3 separate regions of the Mus musculus genome follow, and all the other regions are linked to region 3. A link is a contact called in public HiCAR-type and promoter capture Hi-C data. All regions are on one chromosome and are shown on one strand. Each heading gives the region's core, a stretch centred on a gene start, on an enhancer-like site or on the middle of the called end of the contact. The rest is flanking DNA. Distances are from core to core; before and after follow the strand shown.

Region 1 (4,305 bases), core at 421-2,920, 1.2 Mb after region 3:
GCCCAGCAGACCTTCCCTGTGCTGGCCACCAACATGGAGTGAGCACTAAGGTAAACCTGATAGTCCAGACTGGCTCCTGTCCTGTTCTGAAAGGTTAGCATATGATGATGTATCGGTAGGTAACTTGCAATAATGCAATCTCTACCATGAAAATGTAGGCAGACCCAGTTGATCCCAGTACGGGGATCGTCAAAGGAGCCTGTATCACAGGGGCCTGCCGTTCTATGGAGTTCAGTGAAGCAGTCAAAGGCTTGGACCAGGTGTAAATTCCCTACCAGGACCCAGGGCCTCCTGGTCTGTTATTAATGGTCTTCCTCCTCACTAGGGGGATGGGATTGCTACAGTTGCACACCCTCTTCAGAACATGAAACCTCCCCACTTTGTTCCCAGGAAAATGTTCCTATAACAATACTAGAATCTTCTGAGATAACCTCTTATCTCTGGTACTAGACATTTTCAGAAACTAAACAAAGCCTCAGACAGTGTTTCTCAACCTTCCTAATGCTGCAACTCTTTACTACAGTTCCTCATGCTGTGGTGACCCTCAGCCATAACATTATTTTTAATGATTATTAGATTATTAGTAATTTTGCTCAATGTTATGAATCCTAATGTAAACTTCTGATATGCAGGATATCTATGTGATAGTCAACCCCTGTGAAAGGGCCGTTTGACACTACCCACCCACCCCCAACCCTTTCAGGTTGAGAATCCACATGTGGAGAACCACTGTTCTAAGAGCTCAAACCTCAAGTGCCAAAAACATCACTTCATAAAGACAGGAAAACTGACGAATACAATTGCCAATACACATAAGGGTACAGTCACTACGGGAGAATTTCTCTAGGAATTTCAGGCCAATTCATTGGGATAAAAACCACCCTCTTTCTTACAGATGTGTGGGTCACAGACCTCCCCCTTCCGGCTCCAGCACCGTGGTATCAACTTACAATTTTCCCAGGCTCGCAGTTTGGGATTTCTGGGTCGTGTGAAAATTCCCAGTTTTGTAATCCGGTCTCAGATTAACGATCTTTCTCCACCCCAACTCTCCCAAAAAATGGATGCCAAGCAGGTAGCAAGATTCTTTACTGGAATGTGAGCTCACACAGGAGGCTTCCCGGCCCTGACAATCCACAGACATGAACCGCCCTCACCCCCAAGTCGCCATCTTGGGCTCTCACCTCCTTGGCAGAGCGTCCGTGTTGGCCCTTTTGGACTGATGGAATCACAGATCCAAATACTCCTAGCGCAGTCTTCGGATAAAGCAACCATTAAAGCCCTGTTCAGGCCGACTGTTCCGACTGGGAACGATGGGTCTCACAGTCACCTTCCCCTGAGCCGCTGCGGTCCGCCCTCGAACTGCGACTCAGTCCCTCCTCCAAGACCCACCTATGTTTCTGTTTCCACTGAAGTAGAAGGCACGGGTCCCGCTTCCCGAAGGTTCCGAGACCACTCTCCTCTTTTCGTCTTTCCCACCCGCCTTCAGAAACCCTGCAAGAAACGCACAGCCTGAGCAAAGGCGTCAGCACAGAGCCTGGATGCGACTTTCTATGCGGTAGCTGCCAAGAGAGCGCAGGACACAGAGATGCCTACCAGCCAAATGTCAGAGCTGTTTACCTGCTCCTGTGTGGGAGGGCCTTGTATGTTAGGGACTACATTACCCATGAGCCTCTGGGAAACTATGGTAAGTATAGAAGGACATTTTTCCACCGGGTCCACTATCGAATTACCAAGATTCAGATCAAGTACCTATCTGATAATCGCGATATGAAATTCCTTCACCTTTCTCTCATGTGAACCCCAAGTATCCCAAAGTAGTATAGAACCTGAGAAGGAAGCTTCAGTGTGTTCATCCTAGAATCAGACCAAATATCTCTGTGGGAGACGTGGAGCCTTAGAAAATCGGTGTGATATCTTTTGTAGGGTAGTCACCAGAGAAGACTACTAAACATGGGTTTAAGCCAATAAAAAGTCTTATTATCCAGACTGCAACTACCCTTGATGTTCAGGAGATCAGAGAAGCCCCACAAAATCCATGTCCCAGATTGATATATTTCAGTTCAGAACAATTAGCCAGACGCAGAACTTCAGAAGCCAGAAGGCAAGGTTAGTACATTTAGAGACTTTCCCGTAACTATGGACTTTGATGGATTAGGTTTTTGTTATAGTTTTGGCAGATGGCGCTGTCTACATGCTGAGTTTTACAGCCTGAATAGTATTTTTGTCCAGGAGTCAGCTATGCTAAGGTCTCAGAGCCTACTAAGGTCTGGGGCTCTCTTCTGGCTGTACAGAGCACTGCAGGAAGCTGAACGCTTCGTGTTTCTTAAATCCTATGAACCATTTACATCACTAGTGTATCGTCAAATTGAGCATTCTGGTACAGCACACAGTAATTTTCAAGTTCATTTTGAAATCGAACCAACATGTTGGACTTCCATTGTAATAGGAAGAAACCACAAACTATATGAATTGACAAGAGACAAAAGTTATGTTGTGTGTTGCCAATAATGCTTAGAAATAATTTGAATTTGAAATGAAAAAAATCACTTACTAAAATTGAAATGTGTTTTGTTTTGTTTTTTTGAGTCGGGATTTCTCTGTGTAGTCCTGGCTGTCCTGGAACTCACTCTGTAGACCAGGCTGGCCTCAAACTCAGAAATCCGCCTGCCTCTGCCTCTCGAGTGCTGGGATTAAAGGCGTGCGCCCCCACTGCCTGGCGAGATAATTTTTTTAAATCTTCAAAAATGAACAAATTCAAACTGAATGTGGTGGCGCATGCCTTTAATCCCAGCACTCCAGAGTCAGGAAAAAAAAAAAAGCGTTTGAGGCCAGCCTGGTCAACAGAATAGTGAATTCCAGGACAGCCAGAACGACACAGTAAAATCTGTCTCAAAAAAAAAAGGGGGGGGGGGGGGGAGACATACTCAGGAGTCAAACAAAATCTAAATAAATTTAAACAATCCCTGCCCAGAGTTGATACATTACACATTATTAAGATGAATTTTTCAACATAAACTAAATATCACTATAATCTCAATAAAGTTCCGTGAAAATGTTTCTATTTGTAGAGTGAAAGACATAAAGGCTTCAAACCTACAGGAATCTGCTTGTCTTCTACATTCCAAGTGCTGAGATTAAAGGTATGCACCACCAGGCCTGGCTCTGAATAACTTACTCCTAACAAATAAAATAATGAAGTGTCATTTGGAGGACTGTCTTATACAGAAACTGTACCTGTAGCCTCTATTTGTGCATTCTTTCTTCCTCTTTATCATTTGGCCTGAAGGAAGCCAAATGCCATTTTGCAGATTGGGCTGTAGAGGGCGCCATGGGAATAGTCTTGGAAACTAAGATCCGGCTCAAGTGGAGCTTGAGATGACTGTAGCCCTGAATATGGTGTTAATAAAATGGTAATTAAGTTTTATTTTTATCTTTTTGCCTGAGACAGGGTTTCTCTATATAGCCCTGGATATCCTAGAACTCATTGCATGTATCAAACTGGTTTTACCTCACAGAAATCTGCCAACCTCTGCCTCCTGAGTGTTGGGTTAAAGGTGTGTACCACCGTGCTCTGCAGGAAATTGAACTCTAAGCTAAAGAAGCTCTTGAATAAATCACAAACAGAAATAATAATTTGAATTTTGTATAACCTATAAAAATCCTTTTATAGCCAGGCATAGCTATCAGACCTCTGAGTTCCAGGCCAGCCTGATCTACACAGTGAGTTCCAGAACTACTCAGAGCTGCACAGAGAAATCCTATTTCCAAAACCCTAAATAAATGAACATCCTCTTATGATACTAATAAATTTTCATGAACAGAACTCCCCATGCTGTCCGATAATAACTGTCTATTGAGCTTCTAATTCATTCTGTGGGTCCAAACTGCATCTCTATGATCATTCCTCTGGAATTAATACCCAGAACGGCATTCACTTTATAGAGAATGCTGCAGGGGTGCCCTCTTGTGACAAGCTCCTTGTATACATGTGTCTGTACATAGTTTTCAGGAGCATGGAAAACCATCTGAAATCAAATCAAACATAGAATGTCCTGCATTACTAAACCATTTTGTACCAGAACTTTTAAGGAAAGGAAGGGTCCCAGAGGGCTTGAAGCTATAACGGATGGTATGAATAATTCACACTAATATGGTCCTCCGTAATTATGCTGATGGCTCTAACAACACCAGAGTGAAATGGAGGCTGAACACTGCTTAAATGGGTAGCAAAGGTGCTCCTTTCCTACTCTGAATACAGACGGATTCCCAGGAAGGAGGAAGCCTTCCACCAAGGAAGTCACCTGA
Region 2 (4,604 bases), core at 703-3,202, 1.2 Mb after region 3:
ACACAAACACACACACACAACTAAGCTGCAGCTATTCATCTATGATCTCTGCACGAGTTCCTGTCCTAACTTCCCTTCATGGTGGACTAGAGAAGTTTTAAGTTGAAATAAACCTTTCCCTCCCCAAGTTGATTTTGGTCATTATGTTTATCATAGCAACAGAAAGCAAACTAAGGGGCTGGAGAGATGGCTCAGTGGTTAAGAGTACTGACTGCTTGTGCTGAGTTCAATTCCCAGCAACCACATGGTGGCTCACAACCATCTGGAATGGGATCCGATGCCCCCTTCTGGTGTGTCTGAAGACAGCGACAGTGCATTCATATAGATAAAATAAGGTGAGCCTTTAAAAAAAAAGAATAAAAATACATATTAAAATCATTTTGAAGATAACATTCATCTAAAAACTTTAAAAACCTAATACTGTAGCTGTGGAGATGGTTCTAATAGATAAAGCATTAGATTTGCAGGCCTAGGGACTTATAATTGTTTGAGTCCCAGAACCACATAAAAATGTTAGTTGTGGCCCATGCTTATAATTTCTGAGCTGGAAGGCAGAAACAGAAGGATCTCCTAGACTTGTGCTCAGCCAGTCTAGCCTGATTCCTGAGCTCCAGATCAGTAAGAGGCCCTATCTCAAAAGGGAATAAATGGTGCTTGCGAGGATAACACCTAAGGCTGCCCTTCAGCCTCTGCATGCATGTGTGTACCTGGGCACATAGATTTAAAAAGAACCAAATTAAGACCACAGGCTTGAAATGTAGCCCAGAGGCACAGTCCTTAACCAGATGCTGTGACAAGCTTTTACCATGTGATTCTATTCCCTACCTTCTTTCTATGGCAAACCTTATGTGATGTTCTTACCCAAACGGCTTTTATTCACTTATTACCATTACTATCACATGTGTGCATGATGTGTGTGAGGGCATGCATGCCACAGTCTATAAGTATGGTGATCAGAGGATAACTGTTAATGTAAACTGACAGCAAATGCACACATAATTAGTAAAAAATGCTACAAAATAAAGACCCGAGCTTCCAAGTGCTAAAATATCCAAATGTGTGTATCCATACATTTAAATTACTTTGAATTATATATTTGACCTTTGAAGTCTTAAGTTTTTTTCTGCAGATAATTTAGAAGGGAGAAACTTAAAAAATAGCAAAGGATAGCTATGTGACCTTAGGCCAACTGGCGGCTTTTGACTTGCTTTCTCCTCTGTGAAACGGAATGTTTAACTTCTCAGCATTCTGACAGTATAACTGTCACTAGTGTCTGTTTCCCGGAGTGGGAGACTTGGGGGGGCGGGGGAATCTGGTGTTGGACCTGGTTGAGCGCCCAAGCAGGCGTTGGATAAGCCTGCACTGGACAGCATGGCTGTCTGCAGACCAGCGGCACCCCCAGAATGCAGGAAGGATAAACGGAGAGCTTTTCGGTTTTCACCCGCGTAATTCTGTCCTCCCAGGTCCCTTCGGCTGCCCCGCTGAATACACAAGCGCAGCGCTGGCCACCGTAGCAACCAAGCTTCTCCACCAGCGGCGCTCAAAGCTGCCTGCGCGGCGAAGTCAAGGCCACTCCCTGCCGCCGACCGTCCGTGTCGACTAGGCTCGAAGCAGGCGGTGACCTCGCCTCCAACTGCGGCAGTTCGTTTGAATTCTGGCGCCACTCCCACGCCACGTCGAGCTGAGCCACCCCGCCAGACTCGGAAGAGACCGGTGGCGGCGAGCCAGCGGGAGCGCGCGCAGCAACGGAGATGCACGCGGCGGCGGGCGGGCGGCGCGCACCACGCCCCGGAATGGCCTGTAAAAAAAAAAAGAGGTCCAAGGCGCGCGCTCCCACGCGTTGCTTCATGAAAAGCCACGCCCCCACGTACTCTCGCGTCCAATCAGTGACAGAGGGAGGGGCAGCCTCGATCTCGCACAAAGGAGACTATAAAAGGAGCTGCGGTGAACCGGGCTCGTTCTTTTACGACGGAGCCTAAGATATTCTTTGTCTTGTCGGTGAGTGAGTTACAGTCGGATGACCAAGTGAAATATAGGGGTGCAACGAGGATTTGGAGGCTTCTGAGACTTGAACTTAGGGTACTGGTGTAAACTTCCTCGGAGAAGTGCGCAGCAGCTAATGATATTTCGGGATTGGAGTCTGGGCCCCAGTGAGATTCGTACTAAGCGGCCTGACTGAAGGCCGCATGCGTTCTAGTTCCTGAGTCCCCGCGTGGGTAGGTTTTTACAGCAGGGTTTGCAGCCTTTTGTGCTGTTCCGAAGGTACTAGAGTCACCGAAAGAGACATCCTATTATATGCACGTTCACAAGGACAATGGCGCCATTGTTCTTCGCGTCTTCAAAGCAGCTACAAGAAGAAACCAAGGTAAAGGCGATGCAGCTTCTATATTTTAAGAATATTGTTATAGTGCAATAGGAAGTGATGTGTGATGCTTAAATTTTGTTTTTTGATTTTTCATTATATTAGATGGAGGGGAGCCCAAAGCATCTGAGAGAATTGATAAATGAAAGAAACATGCTTAAAACATGACCGTTTTAAAGGGTGTGTATTGAAGCCTAGATTTTTTCCCTTGTAAGCATGCAAACATACCGTTGTGAAGTAAGAATCCGGGTTCCTGGAAATGTATTGTGAAGTAGTCCTGGCCAAACTACTCTGGCCTTTGCAATTTGGAGTGACTGTTGTGAATGCATGGTGTACAAATTGATTGTACAAACAGTTGTGAGACATACCGGGTCAGAACAGTGATGAAATACATCCCGAAGATGATGACCTGAAGATAAATGCAGCTTCTGAGAGAAGACCATTGTGTTTAAGTGGTAGTCTTGTTAATGCAGTTCTTACTCATAGCATGTCATGGTACCTCTTTCTGTAGTGAATGCTGACCAGTGAGATGCCAGCCTGCGTGTGAAGATCCTACAGCAGAAGTGCATGTGAGTGGTGCTCTGTTTTGTTTTCTGCTGAGCTTACTGTCGTTGGTCTAGTCTATGATGATCCTATCCCGAACCTGAATTCCTGTTGAAAAACCATAATTACGGATCTGGCTTCTGAGATGGACCATTGCAAAGGACTATTGTGTTCTTCTTTAATGTTGGCAATGACGTAATGCCTGTGTTTTTGTTTTTATATTTTAGGGCCAGTGACACAAGAACTTGCGAGAGATGCCAGTCCGCCTGTGAAGATCCTGCAGCAGGAGTGCATGTGAGTGGTGCTCTGTTTTGTTTTCTGCTGAGCTTACTGTCGTTGGTCTAGTCTATGATGATCCTATCCCGAACCTGAATTCCTGTTGAAAAACCATACTTACGGATCTGGCTTCTGAGATGGACCATTGCAAAGGACTATTGTGTTCTTCTTTAATGTTGGCAGTAACATAATGCCTGTGTTCTTATTTTTATATTTTAGAGCCAGTGACACAAGACGTGCGAATGAAAACTAGATGTGACCATCCAGAAAAAGCATAGACAAAAAAATGCAGTCTTAGTACTGGGATGTTTGAGATGGGGTCTATCTACATGTCTCTAGCTGTCCCTATCAGGACAGCATCTGGTGTGGCCTGCAGAGTTGATTCCTGTACTTTTTTTTTTTTGTGGGCTGTATGTAAATGGATTGTTTTGACAATCCATTCGACAGTGTTCTCTTCTGTGAAGGTCATAGGTGAGCTGATTGACAGACACAGCTGTACAGACTGAATGCAATCCTGACTATAAAGCTGCAGTTCATCATTATGAGCTATTTCCTTATTCTGGCAGTGATTGAAATAAAATGGGGAGTATTGAAATAAAAAACATTCAATTGCAAATATTTATTCAATTCTTTTTGTGTCAGAAGATTAACCAGAGTGCCCTGGTACATGGTTCATTCCACTTCTGTGGGAATTGGGTTTGCAAAGTTACTGTGCAAAGCGCACTGTCAGCTCCCAAACTAGCTAGCATGATCATACACATTATCAGGTTTCCCTGAGAACTTGTCAAAAAATTCCCTCCCTACCCATTTCTTAATTGGGGGGGGGGGTTCTAGACAGGGTTTCCTAGCCCTGGCTGTCCTGGAACTCTAGACCATGCTGGCCTTGAACTCAGAAATCCACCTGCCTCCCCAGTGCTGGGACATTTCTTAATTTTGAGACAGTTTCTATGTTCTATGCTTGGTTTGTCTTTATTCCACCTGCCTCTGCTTACCAAGTACTAATACTAAATGGGCTTCTACATTAACTGCTGCACCCTTCCATTCTCCTTTGCTTATGGGCTTCTGTTTTGATACAGTATCTCAAAATTGTCCTAGCACTCAACTGCAGAGATGGCAGTCCCCAGTTTAGAGATAAAGGAGATCTAGTCTTCACACTTAGCAGAGGGACTCTGGTTTCTTTCCCCCTGTACATGTTATGTCTTCCTGGTGCCATTGGTGAAAGAACCTTGCTACCTTTGAAAAGTGAGTTGGTTGTTATAGTCCAAATTATTGTGTATGCTCTAGATATTACTGGTCTGCCAAGGAGCCCAGAGATGAACTGTCCATTCTCTTTTGGAGGACAGGTATAGAGTGACAAAAATGGAAAGCAACCTAATAGAAATGGGGAAACGCAAGTGAGTTTTCTTGGGCCCTGAAGTGGTAA
Region 3 (4,378 bases), core at 634-3,133:
GATTATAAATTGAGGCTGGCTCAAGCTGCTGACACACAGAAAAAGTGAACAATGACAAGAGCTACTGAATTAAACATCCCGGGCTCCTTATCAAATAGGAGCAAACTTATTTTTTTTAAAGACATGGCTACTAGTGAATATTAATTAATATAAACTATGTTGAGCTGGTTACTCAATTAATATAAATTATGTTGAGTTGAATAGTGAGATGACAGTGTGTCTGGTACATTGTTAGTGCCCGCACACTTTTAAAGCTTTCATTTCCTATTGGTTTTTAGCTTCCATGCTAAGTCCTGCTATTTATTTATTTTCCCTTGGGCATTCTCTGTTTGAGTCAGCTTCCTGGCAATGTCTATGCTGGCTTCCTCCTAATCACATTCCTTTGACTAGTGCCCCAAACGGAAAATAGCTCTCCTAAAACAATACAATAGGTACCACCTGATCACTGTCTGCTAAGGCAATAATTTATTTTTTTAAAACTCAGGCATTTTCTCTTGTCTTATATGTAGTTTGATGCTGATTCCAATTCTGCCTGCTCCAACTTAAAGAGCTGTGAAACCAGGCCTCTTCTTTTGAACCACTGCAGATTCCCCCTCCCTCCCCCACCCTCCCAACCCCCATCCCCACCACCTGGAACTTAAATGTAGCGCTTCATCTTTAACTTGTGGGAACTTCAGTTTTGTTTTGTTTTGTTTTGTTTTGTTTTTCTTCACTTGATTTTCCAGTTAGATGATTATAACTTTCACATCTTCAAATACTCTTCATTAAAAATGTTAAGAGTTGGAGGAGAGATGGCTCACTGGTTAAGAATACTTCTAGAGGACCCCAGTTTGGGTCCCAAAAGCCTTATCAAATGAGTGACAACTGCCTGCAATTCTAGCTCCAGGGGATCCAAAGCCTCTGGCCTCTTTGGAGACCTGCATTCATATATACATACTCATATACACACATGTGCATACACATAATTGAAAATAAGAAATATAAGTCAATGTTAAATAGGACAAGCAGGGAAGGAGCCCCAAGGCACACAGCTCAACACCTCTTTCACATCTAATCTAGCACAGAGATAGTACATTTTATTAATAATTATATTATGGGTGCTGCTTTCATGCACATTAGCTCCTTGATACAGGATCCAGTATGGCCAGTGGTAGTGTATGCCAATTTTATCTATGTGGTAGTATATATGAGTAGTGAAATTCTTTGTTAAAATTAAGATTCACCATATCTAATAATGTTCTACTGACAGTAAGTGTTTATGTATCAGCAAATATTATAACATGTAATGTCTCTTTGTTTATGGACTATGGTGAACATAAAATCATATATATCCTTCTTAGGGCAGTTGTCATGAATAAGACAATAAATCAACTTGTCTTTCAACACTTTTAGAAGTTAAAGGGGATGGCAGATTCTCTCTGAAAAAATTTTCAATGTGACCCGAATGCGAAAACATAATTGAAATCCTTTAGATGCTTTTATTTCCAGAAGGGAGTCTGTGTGCAAGAAAACCTGTTTTCCCCCAGTGTAGCCATGGGGTTTACTTTGTTGAACACTTCTTCACCTTAGGTAGGAGGGGGGAGTGGAGGATCCGTCGCCTCCCTTCCCTGCGGTTCCTTTCTAGTCCATCGAGTCCTCCTAACTACTGAATGTGTTCATTACGTCCGGGATTTCTCCGGAGACGTGGCAGACACTAAGTGACAGCAAGTCAGAAACAGACTAGAAGCCCAACGGTTTCCGAGTTGAAGGGACGCACTGAGAAGTACCCGAGTCCAAGAGCCGCATCAAATACAATAGCGCCTAAACTCAGTGATGCGCTTGCGCAGCGGGCGGAAAGGTTCCCCGCCCACCTCTCTGGTGTGCGGCTGCGCGCGGAGTGGCCGCCACCCGGAACCGCTGTGCTGAGCTCGCGCCACGTCTCTTCAGGGGGCCCCTCCCCTCTCCCTGCTGTCCCTGCTGTCGCTGCGCGGGAGCCTAGAGAGGACTAGGCCCGGAGCATCATGGTCCACGAGGCTCCGCACGCTTCATCCTTCCAGATGCTGCTACAGCTGCTGCTTCTGCTCCTGCTCCGGGCCGAGCCACTGCGGAGCGCTGAGCTCACCTTCGAGCTGCCGGACAACGCCAAGCAGTGCTTCCACGAAGAGGTGGAGCAGGGCGTGAAGTTCTCTCTGGATTACCAGGTGCGGCCCTAGCCGCGTCTCACTGGGGCTACTGGTGCGCCGCCATCCGGAGCGGCCAAGATTAGCCACCAAAGGCTGAGGGGGTCGGGGATAACAACCCCAGACCGGTTGACTTCTCCCTGAGAAGAAACGTTTGTATCTGCCAGAGCCCTCCCGAAGTGGGCCAGGGGCACTGGGGAGTTAGGCAGGCTACAGGTGAGCGCTCAGGATGGGGGGCCTGTTACCGCCCCCTGTCGCCCCCTGCAGAATTGACCAGAATGACCTCTCCCAGGTACCTCCAGGAACATCAGTATTAATTAGCTGGACACCCACTGGGTGGCAGTCTGACCCAACTGTCACTTTGGGCTGGGTGTCTTGCTGGTGCTGAAGTCAGCTGCATCCTTTACAGCTGGAGTTTGGGGTGACATAGTTGGAGTGATGAAGGGTTTTTTTTTTTTGAAAGGAGGGTTCAGTGCAGACTTCGAACCCTGCCAGTGTATACTTAAGGACAGTCACACACACTCCCTCCCCAGTGGTGTGGCTATGTGGCTTGCCTCTCTGCTTACCATATGGCTCAACAAAGTTAGGTCCTGCACTTTGGTCTCCATGGACAGATCTCATAGCTAACAGTTGCTTTGGTAAAGGCTCTATCCCCTAGGGTTAATGAGTAGGCATAGGGTCAGAGGGATGAATGACCACCATAAAGCAAGACCTCTAGAAATGAGGTGACACAGGCACCCCAGTTGTGTACAATGAGTAAGCCCTTCTATGGTAGACGCTCTGAAGGTTGCTTCTGCTGACAATTCCATGTATGGTGGAGTCACTGATGAGACTGCTCTCACATCTATGGACGACATACAGTGTGTGTGTGTGTGTGTGTGTGTGTGTGTGCCTGCCTCAGCACAGGCAGCCTAAGAATAAGAACAATATTCTTGGCTGGGCAGTGGTGGCGCAGGACTTTAATCCCAGCACTTGGGAGGCAGAGGCTGGTGGATCTCTGAGTTCGAGGTCAGCCTGGTTTACAGAGTTCCAGGACAGCCAGGACTATACAGGGAAACCCTGTCTCGAAGAAACAAAACAAAACAAAACAAAACAAACAAGAACAACAACAACAACCGCCCCCCCCACCCCAGCATTCTTGATGTGGCTAGTGAGGCTCCAGAAGCCGTTGAGGGTAGGCATGCCCCATCAGTGGGGGGAAATCTATAACCACCAAAGAGACAAGCCTCTGAGAATGTAAAGGGCTTTCTAGATTAGATTGCAGTGGGAAGAGCCACCCTAAGTGGGAGTACCATCATTCACCAGGCTGAATAAAAAGGAGGAAACCAGCTGAATGCTATCGTTCATTTCTCTGCTTCCTGACTCTGGATACCATGTGATTAGCCCCTACCCCTACCCCTGGAAGCCTTCATGTTCCAGATACCATGCCTTCTCCCTGATGAACTATGCCCTCAAATTTATTTGCAAGTCAAATAAATTTGAATTTATTTGCAAGTCAAATAAATTTGGATTTTTTTCCTTGAATTGCTTCTGTCAAATGTTTTGTAGTAATACTAAGAAAAACACCGAGTGCAGTGGTCACTGCCTCTTAACTGCGTAGGCTCAGCAGGATGGGAAGCTACATGGAGTCTGTGTTGGAAAATGGTGAGGGTTAAATTACAGAATGCTTAGCGGGGTCCCCGTTATGGTCAGCATTTCAAAGAATTGCTTGCCTCCCCATCACTGCACCCTTTTTGTGGTTGTCAGGTTATCACTGGAGGCCACTACGATGTGGACTGCTATGTGGAAGACCCCAGGGGCAACGTCATCTACAGGGAGACCAAGAAGCAGTATGACAGCTTCACGTACAAGACAGAGGCCAAGGGCGTCTACCGGTTTTGCTTCAGTAATGAGTTCTCCACCTTCTCTCATAAGACCGTCTACTTTGACTTCCAAGTGGGTGACGAGCCCCCCATTCTCCCAGACATGGGGAACAGGGTCACGGCTCTCACTCAGGTGAGTGTGCATGACCGTGACAGGACTAGGGGAACCCTCCCACTCTCATCATGTTTCTGCTTTTTTTGTCCTTGTCCTAGCTGATGAACCAGAATCACCCTCTAGCTGTAAAAGACTCCATACCACTTCTGGTCTCCTGTTTCTAGCCAGAGCCCTCTCATAGCTAACACTTTTCCTCTCCACCCTTCCAACTCTCTTTCTCGGGCGTGGCACGTCTTCCAAAA

The links. Promoter capture Hi-C pulls out the DNA fragments that hold promoters and counts their contacts. HiCAR-type assays count read pairs that join an accessible place to other places.
Region 1: a HiCAR-type map of astrocytes shows a contact between it and region 3, with 4 times the contacts expected there. The contact joins the promoter of Zfp949 here to the promoter of Tmed3 in region 3. A contact is called at or near these places in 8 of 39 promoter capture datasets (cranial neural crest, frontonasal cranial neural crest, hippocampal neurons and 4 more), 1 of 15 datasets of contacts at CTCF or cohesin (large pre-B cells), 3 of 484 Hi-C or Micro-C datasets (the AML12 cell line, cerebellar granule neurons and myocytes), 2 of 115 datasets of contacts at active chromatin or transcription factors (astrocytes and large pre-B cells) and 4 of 9 other capture datasets (adipose tissue, embryonic stem cells, liver and 1 more).
Region 2: a promoter capture Hi-C map of pre-B cells shows a contact between it and region 3. The contact joins the promoter of Snhg5 here to the promoter of Tmed3 in region 3. A contact is called at or near these places in 7 of 39 promoter capture datasets (the C10 cell line, cranial neural crest, hematopoietic stem and progenitor cells and 3 more) and 4 of 115 datasets of contacts at active chromatin or transcription factors (embryonic forebrain, large pre-B cells, memory CD8 T cells and 1 more).

What each region holds. Positions count from the first base shown.
Region 1 is chr9:88,545,385-88,549,689 of GRCm38.p6, reverse strand. It overlaps Zfp949 (zinc finger protein 949), which reads right to left and starts at 1,670. Exons shown (of 6, transcript NM_001142943.1): 1 at 1,182-1,670.
Region 2 is chr9:88,520,245-88,524,848 of GRCm38.p6, reverse strand. Snhg5 (small nucleolar RNA host gene 5) reads left to right here and starts at 1,952. Exons shown (of 5, transcript NR_040721.1): 1 at 1,952-2,365; 2 at 2,468-2,542; 3 at 2,874-2,931; 4 at 3,133-3,199; 5 at 3,401-3,797. It overlaps LOC115487267 (a small nucleolar RNA gene), which reads left to right and starts at 2,981; the gene lies at 2,981-3,052. LOC115487269 (a small nucleolar RNA gene) reads left to right here and starts at 3,249; the gene lies at 3,249-3,320.
Region 3 is chr9:89,702,548-89,706,925 of GRCm38.p6, reverse strand. Tmed3 (transmembrane p24 trafficking protein 3) reads left to right here and starts at 1,883. Exons shown (of 3, transcript NM_025360.2): 1 at 1,883-2,180; 2 at 3,906-4,154. The coding sequence starts at 2,001.